Linked DNA regions of Pan troglodytes: regions 2 and 3 are each linked to region 1. A link is a contact called in public Hi-C and HiChIP or PLAC-seq data. All regions are on one chromosome and are shown on one strand. The core of a region is the stretch at or near the end of the contact, and the rest is flanking DNA. Distances in the headings are between cores, read along the strand shown. Region 1 holds the start of ZGPAT (zinc finger CCCH-type and G-patch domain containing). Region 2 overlaps UCKL1 (uridine-cytidine kinase 1 like 1). Region 3 holds the start of PTK6 (protein tyrosine kinase 6).

Region 1 (2,881 bases), core at 137-2,636:
CCCCCGGCTTCAGGCATGACCAGTGAACATGCCCTTCTCTCACTGGTCACCTGAGGATGCCGCACTCTGTCAACAGGTTCCCCTAATACATGCTCTGATCTGATCGCCTTGGCATTTAGTGATTCTTTCCCTGGAATCTCCACTGGCCCCATCGCAGGGAACTCCCAAGTGGGAAACTCCCCTACCACCACTTTTGGGGCAACTTCAGCTAAGGGTTCAGCTGGGACAAAACAGGGAGCCACTCGGGAACCTGGGATGGGACCAGAGAGAAAACCCGAGGGACAGAGTGGGTAAGGAAAGCTGCTGAGGAAGGGCCCAAAGGGTGCACTCTGGAAAGAAGTGGCACTGGAGGGCTGGGGTGGGGGTGGTCCTGGCCAGGGAGTCTTACCTTGTCCCACAAAGACTGCAGCTCTTCCTGCCCTCCTAAGTCCCAGAACATGAGCCGAGCCTTTCCCACATCCACAGTGCCGACTGGGGAGAGGAGGAAACAGGCAAGGCTCATGACCTTGGTCCTCGACACACCCAGTCCCAGCTCTCCCAGGGGATGGGGCAAAGCATGCCGGTGCCACTCAAATGAGACTTGAGAGGGGCCCGACAGGGCTGTGGCCACGGGCCAGCTGGACTGTGAACATCACGGCATCCTCAAGGCCCCAAACCCACAGCCCTGCTGTTTAGACGCCTTACTGTTTAGGCCCACGGTGGTGGTGATTTTGGATAGACTCATCCCCTTGTAGTTCTTGTTAAATCGGGTTTTCGACTGCTCCAGGAAGGTCTGAGGAGAGAGGGAGAGGCGAAACACATCAAGTAGGGGCTATACTGGCTTCCAAATATCCTTACTCAGGTCTGTTCTTTAAAAGACAGAAACAGAAACAGAGCAACACTCTGCTCTTCAGGAAGCTGGTGGTGACTATCCTGCCGTCTCAGGTGAAATTTGGCTTCTGTCTGGGTAGTGAACGTGCAGCTGACAGCACAACACCGAAGGGGGCGCCGCCAGGCCGTGGGAAAGGTGCGCGCAAGGGCGTGGGCACTCACCGTCTTCCCAGCATTGTCCAGGCCCAGGATCAGGATGCAGTACTCGTCCTTCTGAAACATGTACTTGTACAAGCCCGACAGCAGCGTGTACATCCTGCCCTGGGCACCCCAACATATGTCAGTGTGCAGCCAGAAAGCACCTCCCCTCCCCCGGGCTTCTCCACGGTGGTCAGTGGCGCCCCACGTCCAGCCGACCGCTCAGGACGAGAGCCTGGGGGCCATTCCCGACTCCTCGTCCCTCTCCCACCCCATCCCTCTGTAACTTCTCCCAGGTCAGCCGCCACTGTGTCCTGCTCACAGCGATGACTGCGACCTCTCCGAATACACATCGGTTCCGGCCCCTCCCCTGCTCGCGGGACTACCCAGCCAGGTGTTCACAGTGAGCTCAGCCGCGCTCCCGCCCTCGCCCGAGGCTTCGCTCCCACGCTTCACGCGCGCGGAACGGGGAACACACTCGCTGCAGCCCCGCCTGGGCCACAGCACCCTCGAGCGTCAGCCCCGCGCCCCACCCGGGAGCAGCGAGCCACCGGCGCGCTCCCCAGGAGCCCCTGCAGGCGCCGGGTAGGGACGCCCCATCACCCCATTTCTTAAAACGGGGACGGCCCTGGGGGGAGCGGACTACAGGGCGGGTGAGCAGCGGCCCGGCTGCTCCTGGAGTGCACCTGGAGGCGGCGCGCGGCTGGCAGGGAACGACTGCGAAGGAAGAACCTGGGTCGCGGCCCCCGGCTACGTCCGCCCCATGCCGCCGCCGCCAGGTTTGAGGCTCCCCGACAAGCAGCCAAAGCTGGCTCCTGTCACACCCGCGTCCCACCTCGAGTCCTGGGCCGCCCCTCGGGCCTCGCGCCTCACCGCACAGCCTGCGGCCTACCTGCGTCCGCCGCGCCCTCGGAGCCGCCGCTGCTGACCCCCGCTGACCTCCGCTGACCCCGCGCTAACCCCGCGCGGCGCCTGACGGGACGCGGGCCGGCCTCAGGGAATGAGCTGAACCGCGTCCCAGCGGCCTCCGCGCTCCGCTTCCCGGCTGCCCCCGCGCGCCAAGCACTTCCGGAAGCGGCGGCGCTCGGGAGGAAGTGCCGATCGGCTGCTGGGGCGAAAAGGGGGCGCCGGGCCGCTCTAGCCGGTGAGGCCGGCGGGCTCTCTGTGGCTGCGGCTGGGAAACCGCGCGGAGGAGGTGCCCGGCCGGGGACCAGGGGGCCGCGGTTTGCGGGGACGCGGCCCTGGCCAGACAGAAGAGACGCCGGGCGGGGGGGCGCGGCCGGCCTGGAAGGCGGCGGGCGCGGCGGGTGGGCTCGGCGGAGGGTCAGGCGGCGGGGCGCCCCGCGGGGAGGGGGCTCCGGAGTGACGCGGGACCCGGCTAGCGGCGAGCCCACGGCGGCTCGGAAGGGAAGCGCGGAGCCTGAGCGGGGGTACCCGGGCTGCGACCTCTGCGCTGGGAGCTGTGCCTCTGAGCCGGTGTCTCCCCGAGGGAAAGGGGACGTGCCCGTGCCCGTCCTCAGGCTGTGGGGTCGGTCCCGAGACGCGGTGCTCAGCTGGCTTCTCTTCTTGCAGCCCTGGTCCAGCGCCTCCCTCTCTCAGCATGGACGAGGAGAGCCTGGAGTCGGCCTTGCAGACCTACCGTGCGCAGCTGCAGCAGGTGGAGCTGGCCTTGGGCGCCGGCCTGGATTCGTCTGAGCAGGCTGACCTGCGCCAGCTGCAGGGGGACCTGAAGGAGCTCATCGAGCTCACCGAGGCCAGCCTGGTGTCTGTCAGGAAGAGCAGGTTGTTGGCCGCGCTGGACGAAGAGCGCCCGGGCCGCCAGGAAGATGCTGAGTACGAGGATTTCCGGGAGGCCATCACTGAGGCGGTGGAG
Region 2 (2,881 bases), core at 226-2,725, 240 kb after region 1:
TGGTTTCACCGGCGCGCAGAATGGACACACCGGTGATCTGCGGGGAGGGGAGGCTAAGCGCCCACATCCCGCCCCAGCAGCCTGTCCCGCGCCCAGGTGTGCCCAGGCAGGTACCTGCTTCCCCGCATAGCACTTGCCCGCATAGTCCTGCCCCTGCGGGGTCTGCACGACGCAGTCCTGTGGGGTGCAGGGTGAGGACTCCGGTGAGCGCACAGAGCTCGCACCGGCTCCAGGACCCACCCTCCACCTCGCGGGCTACGGGCTACAAACCTGAAAGGGCAGGAAGGAGAGCGCGTGCTCGATGAGCAGCCGCATGAGTCTCTTGGAGTAGAAGATGAACTCGTCGCGACTGGTCTCCTTGTCCCTGTGGGGCCAACAGTTGAGCGGGAGCGCGCGCCCGGGGCCGCCCCGTCCCCAGGTGGGCCCTCACCTGATGATGGTGTGCATGCCCCGTACCTGCGGCGTGCTCTTCAGGACGCTCAGCGTCCGGGGCAGCGGGTGGCACTGGTGTGCCGAGGCCAGCGCAGCCCTGGGGACAAACCGATGGGGAACACTCAAGAAGGGGGTCTTTTCCCAGAGCCCTCCCTCCCCACAGGACGGCTGTGCGTCACTGTGAGGGGAACACACGGGCCAGGCACAGCACGAGGTGCAGAGCGGGCCTGACTTCTGCCTGGGGCTGAGCTGGGGGGAGACGTCGCCCTACCTGAGCTGTCAGGCAAAGGCGAAAGATGGCGGCGAACGACGGGGCAAGCTCACCATCAGGCAGAAAGCTAGGGGGGCAGGCTGTGAGGGCCCCTCCCAGTGCGGGACCCCTCCTGCGCTAAGAGGAGGCAGAAGTGGGCCGGGCACAGGGCGGGCTCACACGTGCTGATAGGTGTCATACCCCAGAATGGGTAGCTTGTCCCCAGCCTCTCCCCGGGGGAACTAAAGCTTTGTGGGGTCAGGCCCCGCCCTGGCTCCTCCCCGAGGTGGTGCGCGGCCCCTCTCAAGAGAGGGGGGTGGGGGGCAAAGCTGGCTCAGTGTCTCTTGGCTGCCCCGTCCCGCCCCGCTGCCCAAGCCTGGGGATGGCCGGGGCAGCAGCAGGTCTAGGAGCGGGCAGGAAAAGAGCGGGGCGGAGGCAAGAAAGAGGTGGGACCGGGAGGAGGCAAAGCCGGAAAGGGGCATGACAGGGGCAGGGAATGGGGCGGGGCAGGAAAGGGGGTGATGCGGGGGCAGGAAGAGGAAAGCGACAGGGCACAGAATTGGGTGTGGCAGGGGAAGGAAAGAGGCAGGGCACGGAATTGGGTGTGGCAGGGCAGAAAAGAGGCGTGACAGTGGCAGGGAAAGAGGCGGGGCCGGGAATGGGGTGTGGCAGGGCAGAAAAGAGGCGTGACAGTGGCAGGGAAAGAGGCGGGGCCGGGAATGGGGTGTGGCAGGGCAGAAAAGAGGCGTGACAGTGGCAGGGAAAGGCGGGGCAGGAGCAGGAAAGAGGGCCTAGCGGGAGCAGCGGGGCAAGGGGCTACGGGAAGGCGGGTCACACAGCAGCACCACGGAGCACACTGCTCACATATCCCAACGTAGCTTCCTCTGCTTGCCAGGTGAAGAGCATGTTCAGGGAGGGAACAAGGCAGGAAACGGGGGTTTACAGAGAGAAGGAAGAGAACAAAGAGAAGGCTGCTTAGTTGGGGAGCAGGGCGTTCCCCGCAGGCCTGAGGAGGAGTGTGGGCGGCCAGGCCCCCAGCCCTGCCTGGCCCTCCCTCCTGCCCCCGACCAAGGCTTCCTGGGGCTGAAGGAAGTGAGTGCAGCCACAGGCCAACACTTCCTTGGCTGACCAGACGACGGAAAATGTGTCTGGCTGCGTTCAGGTGTTTTTCCAAGTTTGAAACCCTGGAAAGTTTTTCCTCTCAGAACAAAAGCTTCAGGAGGAACCTGACGGGACAAGACCTGCGGGTTCCCTGGCCGCAGAGAGGGCCAAGCGGAGACTCATGCAGGCACTGGAAGCTGGACGGCTGGCGGACGGGCCCTGGAGGCATTTCCAACATTTGTCAAACTCTTTGGAGGGCTCTGAATGTGAGGGCTCTCCCTCCAGGTGGCTCAGTCAGGAGCCTCCCAACCCACAGAAGGCAGGGAGAAGGGCAGGTCCCTCATGGCTAACCCCCTGCACGCCTGCCCTTGGGGAGGGGCAGTGGGATGCGGCCCCGGCCCAGCCCAAGCTTCTTGCTGCAGTTGCCCAGTTCCTGCTGGCAGAGCTGTGCGGGCTGCGAGGACAGAGCTGGGGCAAGCAGGACCCGGGTGGGTGGGAGGACAGGCGCGAGGCCCTCCACCTGCAACCAGGGAAAGCTGACTGGTCCGTGAGGCTGGGCACAGGAGGTACAGCAGGCTCCCTGGCTGCTGGGACATGTCTGTAGTCACTGCCCCAGAGGCCTGGCAGTGCTGGCTCAGGAGGACAGCTGTGCTCTCTGGGGTCAAATCCCATAGACAGACTCAGGAGTCAGGGGAGCCTCCAGCAAAGTCTGGCCAGGACAGGGTCAGGACTCCGTGATGCTGGGCAAGCTACTTCACATCTCTGTGCCTCAGTGTCCTCATCTGCCAGCAAGCGGAGGCAGAAGCAGGGCTGGGACCACTCCACACCACCCCTTCTGACTGGGGAAGAGCCAGCTGCCTGGCTTCACAGCCCAGACCCCAGAGCTCCTTGGAGGTGTTGGAAGTGCCTCCATCTGTGCAGACAGCTGTGCAAGTCTTACCTGACGCTGAGTTCACGCTGTGGCAGCAACACAGGAAGACACAAGGGAACGGTGGCGCGTCAGTGACCAGGGCAGGCGGCCAGGCCACCCCCACCCAGGAATGGACATGCTGCAGGCCCGCGGGGACACAGCCAGCCATGGGGGGTGGCAAGCTTCTA
Region 3 (2,881 bases), core at 178-2,677, 170 kb before region 1:
GTCCTGGGCACTCCTGGGCGCCAGCGCATGGGGCCTGCAGGGAGGACCAAGCGGGATGCCCAGCCTGGACTTTGGGGTACAGGAAGATGGAACCGGGGTCCCCACCTTCTTGGGCCTCCCTGAGCAGCCCAGAGCCCTGTCCCTCCCCTGTGCCTAGAGGGTGGCCTGTGCCAAAGCTCCCAGCAGCCTAGGACACGCACGGTTCCGACTCCACCGTCTCCCTCTCGGCCAGGTAGTTGTGGGGCACATAGCCCTGGGCCACGGCCCTACCCGCCTCGTCCAGCAGCGTGGCCCACCACCACTGCTCCTCCTTCCTGGCCACATGGAAGACGTCCCCAGCGCGGAAGCTCAGCTCCTCGTCCGTCCGGGACTTGAAGTCCCAGAGGCCCACATACTTGGGGCCCAGGTGAGCCTGGTCCCGGGACACCATGGCAGGCGGGCGCAGCGGCAGGACCAGGCTATAGCCCAGCTGGAGCACCCAGAGCTGGGCGTGGCAGGCGGGCCGTCCCACTTCCTCATGACAGGCCGGGAAGCAGCCACACCCAGCACCCACAGGCGCTCGAGAGCACCCCGGCTCCTCCTGAGGGCCCAGCCGGCCCCACAAGTTCTCAGGCCCACTGGGGCCCATCCGAGCACTTAGCGCCCGAACTATGGGAACCCACTGGGGAAGCACCGCCAGGGCCGGCCTGAGCGCAGGAGAGGGGGAGGAGGACCCCCGGTTGGGGCTTCTCGGGGGTCCAACTTATGGACACTCAGGCACTCAGGGAAGCCAACGGCCCCCTGGGAACAAGCCTCGCAGCCTGAGGGCAGGAAGGTGAGGGCTGCAGGCGCTGCCTTCCCAACCGTCAGAGCTGCGGGGGCACAGGTGGGGGCCGCCTCTCTCCCCGCTTCCGGAAGCTTCCCCTCCACCCGTCGGTGCCCTCACCCAGCCCCAGACTCCACCCCTGAGCGCAGGGCCCAATGTCAGGAGCTGCTGTGGGCAGGCGTCCTGAGAGCGGCCTCATGGGCAGGCCCGCCCTCGGGTAAGGGCCAAGCAGGGAAGAGGGAGTGGAATCAGGGCAGCGACAGCTGTGTGGGTCAGCCCGGAGGACTTCCTGGAAGAGGAGGGCCCGAGGGTTTTGGGGGATCCCCGGGGAGGCAGAGCCAGGGGCACCCGCGGTTGAAGAAACGGGCACTGCCTTCCTCCACACGGACGCCAGGGGGCAGGCAAGGACCGTGAGTGCGGCCTGGAAGCGCCCACGGCGCTGGGGCCCAAGGCCACAGGTCCCTCCCAGGCAGCCCCTCCTGCCTGCAGCCTCTGCCTCCTCCTGCCCAGCCCGCAGGACCCCTGCCCCCTTCCAGCTGGCCTCCCTTCTCCCGACTCATGCCTGAGTGAGCCCTGCCGTGACCCCCACCTGCACCCGACGGCCACCTGCCCCCCAGCCCCTGAGACTCGGGACACCCCCTCCCTGAAGGCCCCTCCCCGCCCCACCCTCCCACTGACTCTACTGTGTCCACCCGGGAGCTCCAACCCAGGGACCTGGACTGGCAGCCACAAGGGGGCAGGAAGGGGTGGGAAGGGAAACTCAAAGTCTGCAAGGAGTGGTAGGGAAAGTCCCTAAACTGCGTATTTGAACTTTTATTTTTATTGCAAAGAGAAATAATGGCACCTTCCACTCATTGTTTTGAGATTAAGAACAATAATCTGGGTTATTTAACAGGTTCATAGATTTCTGGGCAGCCCAGCTCAGCACTGACCAAGGTGGGGAGGGGCAGCGGGGTGCCGGCCTGGGCAGTGTCCCTCTGGCCCTCCCAGCTCTGTCTGGGGTCGGTCGGGGAGGATGCAGGGGGAGGGGTGGGGGGTGGGGAATGCGGAAGGAGGGCGCCGGGGCATCTGGCCGGGCAGCGTCCCTCAGAGCCCACCAGCTCTGACACCGCCCCGGTGTACTCGAGCCTGGGACTCTGGGCCCGTGAGTCTATGTCCAGGAAGCCTCGAGTATCCCTGAGTTCGGACGTGCAGGACGTTCAGTCTAAGCCACACCAGGAGGCAGGAACGTCCCCGGCCCCTCCCAGATACCCAGGAGCACCAAACCTGTTCAGCTGGTGGCTGGCGAGATGCCTAGGAGGGCACAGGTGCCACAGACACACCTGGTTCCCTTAACCCCAGTGGCGGCTGCAGAAAGCACAGAGGGCGAGGCCGTCTGTGCCAGAGGAGCCCCCAGGCTGCTGTGCTGGGGACCTGCCAGAACCGGAAGCTCAGCTCAAGGCCTCAGTGGGCCCAGGTACCAGAGCCAGCCCCTCCCCTAGGTTCTCCCATGCAGATGGAGCTGGGCAGGTGGCCAGGGTCCCAAAGGCTCAGATAAAGCCTCTTGCCTCCACCATCTGCAGGGGTCCTGGTTCCTGCTGCTTCCCTCCGCTTGGCCTTGCTCCTTCTATGCACAGGCCCCAGGAAGCCCCTGCGCTGCCTCCGTTCTCGGAGCCTCCGAGTGGCCTCTTCCCTCCCCGGGGCCACCTGTCTCTGCACACGGGAGTCTCATCTCTTAGCTTCCTCCTGAGCCAGCCTTTGGCCGGGGCCTGTGGACGGCGGCCATCAGCACTTCGGCTCAGCAGGTACAGAGCTGACCCCAACTCTAGGGGACAAGGACTCAGTCAGGCCTGAACTTGTCTCCAAACTTTCCATCCCCGAAAGCCTTCTGGGCACAGCTGCCAACCTGGGCTCCCAGGAGGGTGGGGGGCAGGGTCTCCGGGGGCCACAAACAGACCCCGCCGGCCCCCTTGCTTCTTGACGTGTTTCACGAAGACCTGAGCAGAAGCTTCCCTGAGCCAGACGTGGGGAGACGAGGGCCGACCCTGCACATCCCTGCCCCCTCCTGCCTTGGTGACCCCCGAGGACTCACACCCA

The links. A called contact is a pair of places that touch in the nucleus more often than the background predicts. HiChIP or PLAC-seq counts read pairs in DNA pulled down with a chosen protein or histone mark.
Region 2: a Hi-C map of induced pluripotent stem cells shows a contact between it and region 1, with 1.7 times the contacts expected there. The contact joins the enhancer-like site here to the promoter of ZGPAT in region 1. A contact is called at or near these places in 1 of 7 Hi-C or Micro-C datasets (induced pluripotent stem cells) and 1 of 1 datasets of contacts at active chromatin or transcription factors (stem cell-derived excitatory neurons).
Region 3: an H3K4me3 HiChIP or PLAC-seq map of stem cell-derived excitatory neurons shows a contact between it and region 1, with 4 times the contacts expected there. The contact joins the promoter of PTK6 here to the promoter of ZGPAT in region 1. A contact is called at or near these places in 2 of 7 Hi-C or Micro-C datasets (induced pluripotent stem cells and stem cell-derived neural progenitor cells) and 1 of 1 datasets of contacts at active chromatin or transcription factors (stem cell-derived excitatory neurons).

The regions. Positions count from the first base shown.
Region 1 is chr21:70,046,286-70,049,166 of NHGRI_mPanTro3-v2.0_pri, forward strand. It overlaps ZGPAT (zinc finger CCCH-type and G-patch domain containing), which reads left to right and starts at 1,387. Exons shown (of 7, transcript XM_525387.8): 1 at 1,387-1,593; 2 at 2,581-2,881. The coding sequence starts at 2,609. It overlaps ARFRP1 (ADP ribosylation factor related protein 1), which reads right to left and starts at 2,055. Exons shown (of 8, transcript XM_009437655.3): 1 at 1,901-2,055; 2 at 1,033-1,131; 3 at 685-772; 4 at 389-471. The coding sequence starts at 1,125.
Region 2 is chr21:70,283,951-70,286,831 of NHGRI_mPanTro3-v2.0_pri, forward strand. It overlaps UCKL1 (uridine-cytidine kinase 1 like 1), which reads right to left. Exons shown (of 15, transcript NM_001280371.1): 8 at 2,724-2,740; 9 at 431-529; 10 at 271-364; 11 at 115-177; 12 at 1-37. Among named protein-coding and RNA genes, the nearest start is that of UCKL1, 19 kb to the right of the region's middle. Within about 2 kb of position 1,476, at least 7 of the 24 cell types and tissues checked have an H3K27ac peak or open chromatin away from gene starts, as enhancers often do. A contact at or near this core is called in induced pluripotent stem cells, where this site is marked.
Region 3 is chr21:69,874,969-69,877,849 of NHGRI_mPanTro3-v2.0_pri, forward strand. It overlaps PTK6 (protein tyrosine kinase 6), which reads right to left and starts at 1,428. Exons shown (of 8, transcript XM_016938334.4): 1 at 201-1,428. The coding sequence starts at 628. SRMS (src-related kinase lacking C-terminal regulatory tyrosine and N-terminal myristylation sites) reads right to left here. Exons shown (of 8, transcript XM_024352155.2): 8 at 1,547-2,881.